2 separate regions of the Oryctolagus cuniculus genome follow, and region 1 is linked to region 2. Evidence: chromatin contacts called from public Micro-C data. All regions are on one chromosome and are shown on one strand. The core of a region is the stretch at or near the end of the contact, and the rest is flanking DNA. Distances in the headings are between cores, read along the strand shown.

Evidence for each region. Hi-C and Micro-C count contacts between places; a contact is called where the count stands out from the background.
Region 1: a Micro-C map of ear pinna shows a contact between it and region 2, with 6 times the contacts expected there. The contact joins the enhancer-like site here to the promoter of KRAS in region 2. A contact is called at or near these places in 4 of 6 Hi-C or Micro-C datasets (ear pinna, psoas muscle, skin fibroblasts and 1 more).

The regions. Positions count from the first base shown.
Region 1 is chr9:122,668,594-122,673,787 of mOryCun1.1, forward strand. No RefSeq gene overlaps it. Among named protein-coding and RNA genes, the nearest start is that of KRAS, 120 kb to the left of the region's middle. Within about 2 kb of position 2,793, at least 8 of the 8 cell types and tissues checked have an H3K27ac peak or open chromatin away from gene starts, as enhancers often do. A contact at or near this core is called in ear pinna, where this site is marked.
Region 2 is chr9:122,551,416-122,556,424 of mOryCun1.1, forward strand. It overlaps KRAS (KRAS proto-oncogene, GTPase), which reads right to left and starts at 1,980. Exons shown (of 6, transcript XM_070049515.1): 1 at 1,960-1,980.

The DNA.
Region 1 (5,194 bases), core at 1,543-4,042, 120 kb after region 2:
AGATAGGAAGGAAGGAAGGAAGGAAGGAAGGAAGGAAGGAAGGAAAATAATAGGGCTGGTGCTGCGGCATAGTGGGTAAAGCTGCTGCCTGTGGCACCGACACCCCACATGGACACCAGTTTGAGTCCTGGCTGCTCAACTTCCAGTCCAGCTCTCTGCTATGGCCTGGGAAAGCAGCAGAGGATGGCCCAAGTCCTTGGGGGCCCTGCACTTGCATGGGAGACCCAGAGGAAGATCCTGACTCCTGGCTTCAGAGTCAATCATCCCAGCTCCAGCTGTTGCAGCCATCTGGGGAGTGAACCAGTGAATGGAAGACTTTCTCTCTCTCTCTGCCTCTGTGTAACTTTGCCTTTCAAATAAAATGAATCTTTAAAAAAAAAAAAAAAGATAATAACCGTAAAGCACTTGAAAGAGAAAGTTGGCAGAATAAATGGACATAAATTCTTTTTCTCTTCATTCTCCTTTAAGGCCTCATAACCTAAGTACATGATACTGAGTAAACGCGTCTTGATGTCCAATCAGTCCATAACTCTCCAACCCAGCTTTTTTTTTTTTTTTTTTTTTTTTTACAGGCAGAGTTAGACAGTGAGAGAGAAAGAGAAAGGTCTTCCTTCCATTGGTTCACCCCCCAAATGGCTGCTACAGCCGGCGCTGCGCTGATCCGAAGCCAGGAGCCAGGTGCTTCCTCCTGGTCTCCCATGCGGGTGCAGGGCCCAAGCACCTGAGCCATCCTCCACTGTCTTCCCGTGCCACAGCAGAGAGCTGGACTGGAAGAGGAACAACCGGGACAGAATCCAGGGTGCCGGTGCCGCATGCGGAGGATTAGCCTAGTGAGCTGCGGCGCTGGCCATGCAACCCAGGTCTACAACTACCGCATGTATTAGTAACTTACATAGTACTTTACATTTCTCGAAGTACTTGTAGTCTGAACACCAAGGGAGTATTTTGTCGACAGGCAGTTTACCCATGGAGAAACCAGGGGCACCCAGGGAGGATCAGGTCACACTGCTACACTCAGGCCCAGGCCTCACTCCAGATCTAGCTGTGCCTTGTTTTCTCCTGGACAGAACCACCCCAGGCTAACACCTTGCAGTAACCTTCCCGACGGCAAAGCCACAGGACCTGGGAGGGAACCTGGGAGGGAACCTGGGAGGGAACCGTGAGAAACACGGGCGTGTAAAGGCTCGAGGGCGAGAGGAGGTAGCAGAGCAGATGAGGGCAAGGCTACCCGCAGAGGCGTGGCTGGTTGCCTCCCAGTTCACAGATGAACACACTGAGTGGGACTCCACAGTTGTCTGCGGCCGTCCTATTGGGGTGGGGGCACAATGGACTTCAACGTCTGGCAGGCAACTGGTTTCCCACCCCTTGTTTTCCCGTTCACAAATACCACGATAGGAATACGTACAACCTTTAAATGGTTCCTCGCTTGAATTCTCCCTCCCCATCTTCCTAAACCACAGCCAATTTCCCTTCCCAGTGCCTTCCCCGTCTGGATTCTAAAGACCCAAGGATAAGGCCACCGAGGGGGAACGCAAAGGCAGGCCCAGGGGACCTTCACTGGGGTTGTCGGCTAACTCCCAGCAACACCTCACCCGACCTCACACAAGAACTCCCTCTCTCAGGTCCCTGCGCGTTTACGGAGAACAGATTTACCACCACGCAAAGGCCTCAGCTAGGACTGACCGGCTGTACAAAGTTCAATCACTACACTGTGCAAACTGGAGCCGATGAGAAAATGAGCTGTATTTGGGTTTTGCTGAACAGTCTGTCTTACGTTAAACACACGGCGATGAAGCCCTCTGCCTTCCAGGTGCAAGGTGGCTGAGTGTGGAAGGTACCAGACCAAGGTCATCAGCAAGTGCCATAATGAGGCTCTGGGGTTCTCCCAGGCGGTGGATGTGTCAATTCTCAGGACCCGCTTCCGCAGTAGGGGACGTAAATAGGGGATGCCAGTAAGCACCTGCCCTCATTTGAGCTCACCGCTGACAAAGGCACGCAGCCTGCTGCCCAGTGCAGAACAGTCAATAGCCATGAACTAGTACCACCACCTTCTTTGTGTGCTAAGCTTCACCCAGGGGTGCAGTGGGCCAGGACCCCAGGGCAACAGGTTGTTAGGGTTACCTTTTAAGGACCCTGAACCCAGGAGTGAGGGAGCAGCAGAACAGGTGTGCCTAGCGTCAAATTCCTAATTTTCCTAGAGGTAGAACGGTGCTAATCCACAATACTCCACTGCTTGCCTGTTTGTCCCTAAAGAGCAGCGACAAGACCTCGGCAGCCTGGTCCATGAATAGAGACCCGAGACCCATGACAAGGCGTCGAGAAAGCCCCCAGCCCCTCCTGCTCGGCTCTCTCCCTGTTTCCGGCCTGCCTCCTGGGGTCGACAGGGGGCCGCGCTCCTGTAAGGACCGCAGTGGGGCACCCGGTGCGGCTCTCCAGCCCCTGCTGGGATTTTGGCCATCTCTCTCCCAAAGGACTGAGCTGTGGCTCCCAGAGAGCTCGCCCCCCCCCCTCCTCCCCAGGGGGGAGAGCTGCACGTGGCCGGCTGGGGCTGGGGCCGGAAGGTGAAGTTCCCCACCCTCGCCACTGCCCGCCCCTGGGCCTGCCACCCTGGTGCGCCTCGCCTGGCCTCTCCTCGCCAGGGCAGCGCCCAGCACACTCTTCTGGAAAAAACAATAGCCCCCAAGAAGGCGGGGGAAGCAGGACGGGGTTTAGCAGAGGAAGCCAGCGGGCCCCGCAGATGCAGCCGCGGCCACTTGGCTCTTGGCTCTCATGACGTAATGCATTTCCTGCTTTCGCACTGCAGCGTGCGGTTCGCCGGCCGGGAAGCCCGCAGACGCCCAACGCCGCGATCGTCACCGCCACTATCTATCCATTTATTTTCCACGAATGCTCTCTCGCCGGCCCCGCAAGCCCACGACGCGGCGCTTGCCAGGAGGCTTTGTTCGCCCTCCGCCCAGGAAGGCCGCCTCGGCGCGGCGAGCACCGGGACACGGCGTGGGCCGGGCTGGGGGCCGCGCGCGCCCCCTGCCCGGGGGCCTCTGGAGCAACCAAATCGCCGGCTTTGTCCGCAGCTAAAGTGTTGTCAGAGACGGCATTTCCTCCCCCTCTCCAGAAACCGAGCCAGGAAGTGGGCAAAACCCACCAGAGAACGTGCCCGGACGCTCCCCCACGCCCCCTCAGGCCGCGGGCGAGCAGCGGTCGCCCCGCCGCCGCCCCGCGCAGCGCCGCCGCCCAGCCGAGCCCGGGGAGACTCCCAAGGGCTCTTTAAATACGATCTATAAATACTACGGGCGCATGGCGCGCGCGCGTCACGGCCCAGCAGGCTTCCCATTGGCCGGCGGAACCCCGCTCATTTGCATGTCCCGCTTGCACAACAGGGCGGCGACCTCCGCCCGGGCTCGCGCGCGCCGCCGCCCCTCCCCCTCAGCGGGCGCGCGCGCGAGGGGCCGCGGGCGCGAGCCGCGGGGGTGCGGCGGCGCGTGAACGCTGGAACTTGCTAAGTGCTGTGGGACGCCGGGTGCTTCTCAGGATCGGTTTAAACAGGGCGTCTCTCTCTCTCTGCTTTCTGCGGAAAGCAAAGTTTGGAGGGGCGCAGCCGAGGGCACGCGCTCGGAGGCTCAACCACGTGGGACCCGGACACGGCCGCGTCCAATGGCTGACGACTCGGGGTGTTCAAAAAAAAAAAGGCTGTTGTGTGGCCGCTCGTCAGGGCGGGTTCGGGAAAGGCGAGCGCGGACGGTGCTTCCCGGTGTAAACCACGGAAATAATAAAATCGATCAGTGTACCAGCCAGGCGGCTCGAGGCGTCGGCGCGGACACTCCCGCGGCTCTCGGGGCGGAGAAACCCGCGTGGCCCCCGCGCGCCCGGCGCCCGTCAGGGGCCCGAGCCGCCTCCCCGGGGCGTTGGGGGCGCAGGGGCTGCCGCGCGCCCGGCGGGCCGGTCACGTTCACGTGCGCTTGCGCGCGCCTCGGTTACCTCAGGATGGGAACCGGGCGGGCGCTCGTCCCGCTGCGGGCTCCCGACAGCCACCGCGCCGGGGAAAGAGCACCGGCTTTCTATGCCTTTCCTCGTATTATTATTACTATTATTATTGTTTCCTTTGAAGAGCTGGGCCCTCACAAGCGCGCCCGGCGTGTTCTGAGGCGCCAAGCCTCTCCGGAGCGTCCTGCGACCCCCACCCCGAGGCTAAGCAGGCGCTGGGAGCCGAGGCCGTATCAGCCACATCAAGTCAGCGCTCCACTGGGATCAGAGTTCGGATCTCCCCTGGTCCTCTGCAGGCAGCGCCGTCTGGCCCCCAAGCGTCCAGACAGGCACTCCGGATTTTAACAGAAGGGCTCCCCCTGCTGTCTGATGCTTTACGGGCACCGCGCCTGGAGAGGCTCTCGTCTCTGGGCGCAGGGCAATGCTGCAAACGAGCTTTCTGAGCACGTTCATGGAGAATCTCTCTTAAGTCACCATTTACAAGAGTTCTCGTTCACTCGTGAATATTACCGTCAATATCTTTCTCATTTCCATAGCTGTAACACCAGCGTGTACTTTAAAACCAATATTGATAGTAAAGCAAAAGACGAACGTGTTTGGCAGTCATTATTGTCTGCATTAATGGGTACCAATGCAAGAAACATTGTTAGCTCTGTGCCTTGGAATCGTCAAAAATGGACCGATTTGAACACACAGGACTTCAAACGGTCTTAACCTGCCTTTCCCTTCTCAGCTGATTTCCCTCTGCTTTGATCAATGTTTCTCAGGCCAAGAATAAAAATTTATAACTGTTGACTTCTTAGTAATCATCCTTTGCTTTTCTCTTTTTAAAAATGTTACATTTCTGGGGTTGGCACTGTGGCATAGTGGATTAAGCTGCTGCTTGTAGTGCTTCATCCCACCTGGGCACCGGTTCAAGACCCAGCTGCTCCACTTCCAATCCAGCTCCCTGTTAATGTGCCTGGGAAAGCAGCAGAGGATGGCCCAAGTGCTTCGGCCCTGCACCCACTTCGGCTTGGCCAAGCCCCTGGCTGTTGGGGCCATCTGCGGAGTGAACCAGTGGATGGAAAAATCTCTCTCCCCCCTCCCTCCCCCACCATCCCCCTCCCTCTCTCCCTCCCTCCCTCTCTCCCCCTCTTTCTGTTTCTCTAACTCTGCCTTTCAAATAAATAAATAAATCTTTTAAAAAAGTAAAAAAGTTGTACCTCCTAAT
Region 2 (5,009 bases), core at 730-3,229:
AAACACGCTCGTGGATGGGGCCAGCCTCAAATCCAACAGTGCAGACAGCGACCATTTTTGATGTGCACAGCCTATCCCACGTCGGAGTCAGCACTGGGGACCTGAGAGTGACACCGGCCACACGGTTATTTCTGAGGCCCTGACCACCAACAGACTTTGAAAAATCAAGGTCTAGCCCAGCCGTATAACCCGCAAAGCCCTCTGCTGTTAACCTCTTGTTCTGAAGGTTCAAGCCAGCTGGCCTGGGCCTCCAGCTCTAAGGACCTGAGAGTTTACAGGGGGCCGGTTACTACAATGAACTCCTGGCGTGAGTCAGTTTTTTTTTTTTTTTAATTGCTTTTTAGGAGTACTGCGGTAACTCCTGGGATAGGGAGAAGGGCAGCCAAGACGAGCCAAAGCAAGCGCCAAGCACAGGCAAATTCAACTTCAAGTACTATGAGAGCTACCGGGGTCTACTACTGCACTGGCCAGGAAAAAAAAAAAAAAAAAAAAGCCCAGCTTCTGCTCGGCGGGTTTCCTCGCCGTTTTTTTTCACCCGACAAAGCAAAACAGACCTTCTGGGATTAACTTTTTCCTTTCCGCCGCGGGCCCCCGGCTCTACGTGGAGGGCGTGGGCCACCTGTTCTTCCACCACCATCACCACCTCCTCCTTTGTGACCACGGCAATGTCACAGCTCACACGGGGGGGGGGAGGGGAGCCGCCAGGAACTCGGCGGGCAGGGGCAGTTCTTGCTGCACAATAACCTCCGGCAGCGGTCTCGGAGCGCGTGCAGGCCGGGGACGCCCCCCGCCCGACCCGCACGCCCCGCACGCCCCGCGCCGCGCCGCCCCGCCGCCGGGACCTCTCCCCCGCGCCAGCCTGCGCTCCCGGGGCAAGTGCGGCGGCGTGCCCCGGAGATGCAGCCGGCGGCCGCCCAGCCAGCGCCGGGGAGCGGGGCAGAGGGGTGCGGGAGCCGGGGCCCCGGCGAGCGGGAGGGGAGGGGGAGGGGAGGCCGAGCGCGGCGGGAGTCACCTCCACCGCGCCCGGCCGCCTCCCGCCGCGGCTCTCGGCGAGGAGGAGGAAGGAAGGGGTTCCCCGTCCAGGAAGCTGCACCAGCGGCGGCCGCCGCTAGCCTCACCCTCCTCAGCCCCGCACCGCCCATGCCTCATTCCCCCCGCGTCGCCGCGACCCCCCCCCCGCCACCGCGGACGCCCGCGCGCGCCCCCCGCCGCCTCCAGGCTCCTCCCGGGACCCCCTAATTCATTCGCCCGCCGCCGGCCGCGCCCGGCGCTGAGGGTCGAGACCCGGGCAGAGGGGCCCGGGAGGGGTGGTCCGCTCCCTTACCTCTCCCCTGCACCTGGGAGCCGCCGAGCCTCAGGCCCCCGCCGCAGCCCTCAGGGCCCGCGCCGCAATCGCTCCCAGTCCGAAATGGCGGGGGCCGGGAGTCCTGGCCGAGCAGCCGCCACCGCTGCTGCCGCCGCCGCCGCCGCCGCCGTCGCCGCCGCCACTACCACCACCGCCGCCACCACCGCCGCCGCCGCCGCCGCCGCCGCCACAGCCGCCGCTGCTGCTGCTGCTGCCGCTGCTGCCTCCGCCGGGGAAATCGAGCTCCGAGCACACCGATGAGTTCGGGGCCGGGCGGCCGCAGAGGGCAGAGCTATCGATGTGTTCCACGCTCGATTCCTCTCCAGACCGGCGCTGAGGAGGGAGCGGCTGAGGGCGGTGTGGGAAGAGGGCTGAGAGGGAGGCCGCGCGCGCCGCCGGGGAGGCGGGGCGGAGGCTGGCCCCGCGGGGGAGGGGGCGGCGGGGCGGCGGGGCGGCGGGGCGGCGGGGCGGGCGGCGCCTGGGCGGGAAGGAGCGGCTGTGGGACCCGCGCGGCAGGGTCGGACCCCTGAGACGTCGGCGCGCCCTGCCCGCGTCCACACCGAGGAGCCCCGGGGACCCCCGCAGGGTCCAGCACAGCCCTTTCGTGTCGTCACCTGCACGTCCGTGAACAGGCAGTCGCCAAACGTGGGAGGCGACAGTGGTGGCTTCGGGAGAGGCCCGGGGCTTCGTGATCGCCGCCCGAACGGCCGCCACAGACCCTGTCTTGGTCCTGGGGATCCGGGTTGGTTTGCTGTGTCTCTGGGGCTTCGAAGCCAGTGCACAGTCTCCGAGGAAGGGTCTCCGAGGTCCCCGGTGCCCCCGGAGCCCGAGCGGAAGGCGAACTCTTTTTCGGTGCAAGTACCCAGGGCAGTTTAGACTGGCGGAGAGCCGCTCCAAGGTTCATTAGGAGGCTGGGTAATGAGCTAAGGAGGTCAGACATGAAACAATGGGGGCGATTAAACGCCTTAGCGAGCCCGGAGTCTACCTGCAAAGGCCCCTGGGAGAGCTGGAGGAATTAAGCAGGCCCTCTGCTTCCAGTGCTGTCCCTCCAGCCCACACCACAGACCAGCAATTCGGTTATTTTAGATCCCAGCCATTATGTCTGCTAACCAAGGCTTGACATCAGCGATCGCCGTTTTCTTTCTCTGCGTGTATGGGCTTTAATCTGCACGACTTTTATTCCAGCCTCCCTCTCCCAGCACCAGGTGGGAGGCAGAAGAGACAGGTGGAAGACGGGGAAGGGAAAAGGCTGTGCCTACTCCGTGTCAAGTGTTGGCAAAATGTTTTGCACATATCATCTTATTTAATCATCACAACAACCTCCTCAGGTTGACTAGTTTTCACTTTCTTTTTAGAGGAAGAAACTAATTTAGAAAGGTTGAAAAAAAGTGGTCTAAGTTCACTAAGTTAAAATGTGAATGATTCTTCATGGCAGATCATGGTCGATCCTAACCCCCAGCGCCTCCTATCCCACTTAACATAAAAGCAAAATTCTTCTGCACATCCTACATGACTTTAGGTTATCTGATGCTCCCGACTGTAACTTCTCTGAACTCTTACCCTGGTACTCTCCTTTCTTTGCTTCCATTCGTACCCACTGCTGGCTGGCAGCCTCCCCTGAAAACACTCCTTCCTTTACACAGAACATACAGGTTCTCAAGGATAAATGCCTCCTGACTCACTGACTAAAAACTGCACGTTCCTGGGCCCCTCACCTAGATTCTCCATTCAGCTGGTGAAAAGTGGACTAGACATCGTCATTTTTTTTATTATTATTTTTGACAGGCAGAGTGGACAGTGAGAGAGAGAGACAGAGAGAAAGGTCTTCCTTTGCCGTTGGTTCACCCTCCAATGGCCACCACTGATCTGAAGGCAGAAGCCAGGTGCTTCTCCTGGTCTCCCATGGGGTGCAGGGCCCAAGCACTTGGGCCATCCTCCACTGCACTCCCTGGCCACAGCAGAGAGCTGGCCTGGAAGAGGGGCAACCGGAACAGAATCTGGCGCCCCGACCGGCACTAGAACCTGGTGTGCTGGCGCCGCAGGTGGAGGATCAGCCTATTGAGCCTCGGCACCGGCCTAGACATCTCCATTTTTAACAAATCAGGTGATCCTAAACTGCTGGTCAGCCGTCTGCCCTCTTTAGAAGCTGATCTAGATACTCAAATTCTTTAAAAAAAAAAAAAAAAAAAGATTTATTTTATTTATTTGAAAGAGTTAGAGAGAGAGACAGAAGGGGGGGGCGTAGTTTCTATCTGCTGCTTCACTCCCCAAATGGCTGCAACAGCTGGAGCTGAGCTGATCTTAAGCAAGGAACCAGTAGCCAGGAGCTTCTTTCTGGTCTCCCACATGGGTACAGGGGCCCAAGAACTTCAGCCATCCTCCACTGCCTTCGCAGGTGCAATAGCAGGGAGCTAGATGGGAAGCAGAACAGCCAGGACTTGAACCGGTCCCCACAATTGATGCTGGGGCTTTAACCCACTGTGCCACAGCGCAAGTTCTTGACTCCGTGCCCCTCCTGACTTCGGGGTCACCTGCCTCAATTCTGGCAGCTGTGATAAGTGGTCCCTTGGCTCTTCTTCCTTCGGCTCTCCCCAAGGGCAAGCATTCGGGCCTGTACTGCGGTCACGAAGAGAAACAGCAGAGGGAAAAACCGGGTAGAAACGTGGGGTTTCCGGCCTCCCTCTAAGATGTAGCTGCAGTCTCTGCTCTCTATGCTGACTGTTCAGGAAAGGCAGCTACATACACACACGCATACATCCTTGATCTGCAGTATGAAGACCATGCCCACCCTTTCCTCTACAAGACTGGCTCTGCTGCAGACAGAATGAAAGCTAGAACAGCAGAAGTCCCCTTGTGTTCACCGGCTTCCTGTGAGATGCAAAATACAAGGACATGGCAAGCGCTGAGTGGAAGGAAACAGATACTTGAGAAAACCCGTGTGACCATCCTGAGATCGCTTTGTCCAGGAATCAACTGCGCTTCCTGTGACCCAGCAATGGGCTGTGGGGCCCGGCTCATCACCTCGCGAAGCACCTGTTGCCTGTAACTCGTAATTTTGCCGTTCTCACGAGCCAGCATCTCTGCCGATAGTTCACGTACAGTCCCATCTGCCCCGCGAGCTGTACTTCTGCTGACCGCTCTCTGAGACTTACATCCCAAGCAAGAGACAAGATCTCACCGCACCTGCCATTCACTTCCTTCAACAGGAAGGGCCTTTGTGGGACTCCACTTTCCTGATTGGTAGCTGGCCTTCTTTATGTCTGGCTAAAAGACCATTGCCTTCGTTCGTGTGCCAGCCTTGGGTCTGGACAGTTGCGTAACTGGATACAGGGATACAGAGTCATGGGATACAGGGCCAGGGCACTTAAGCAGGAGGAAAACCTGTGGATGCTTTCATGGACTCTGCTTCTCTACAGCGTATTTTCTCCTGTGGGAAGTCTGTTGAAATGAATAGGTGCTATTTGATTTGCCAACACTGTATCCCCTCTAGACACTTATTTCATTAGGCTTCTTATTCCTTTTGTGCATAGCTGTTTTCTTTCCCTGCCTCCTCTAACTGTAGTCCCATAGCTCTTAGCTCGCAGTAGATCCTCCGTAAATATTTGTTGACATGCATGAAACTGTAACAAAACTTCTGCTCGATCTCTTCAGGGTCACTTCATTC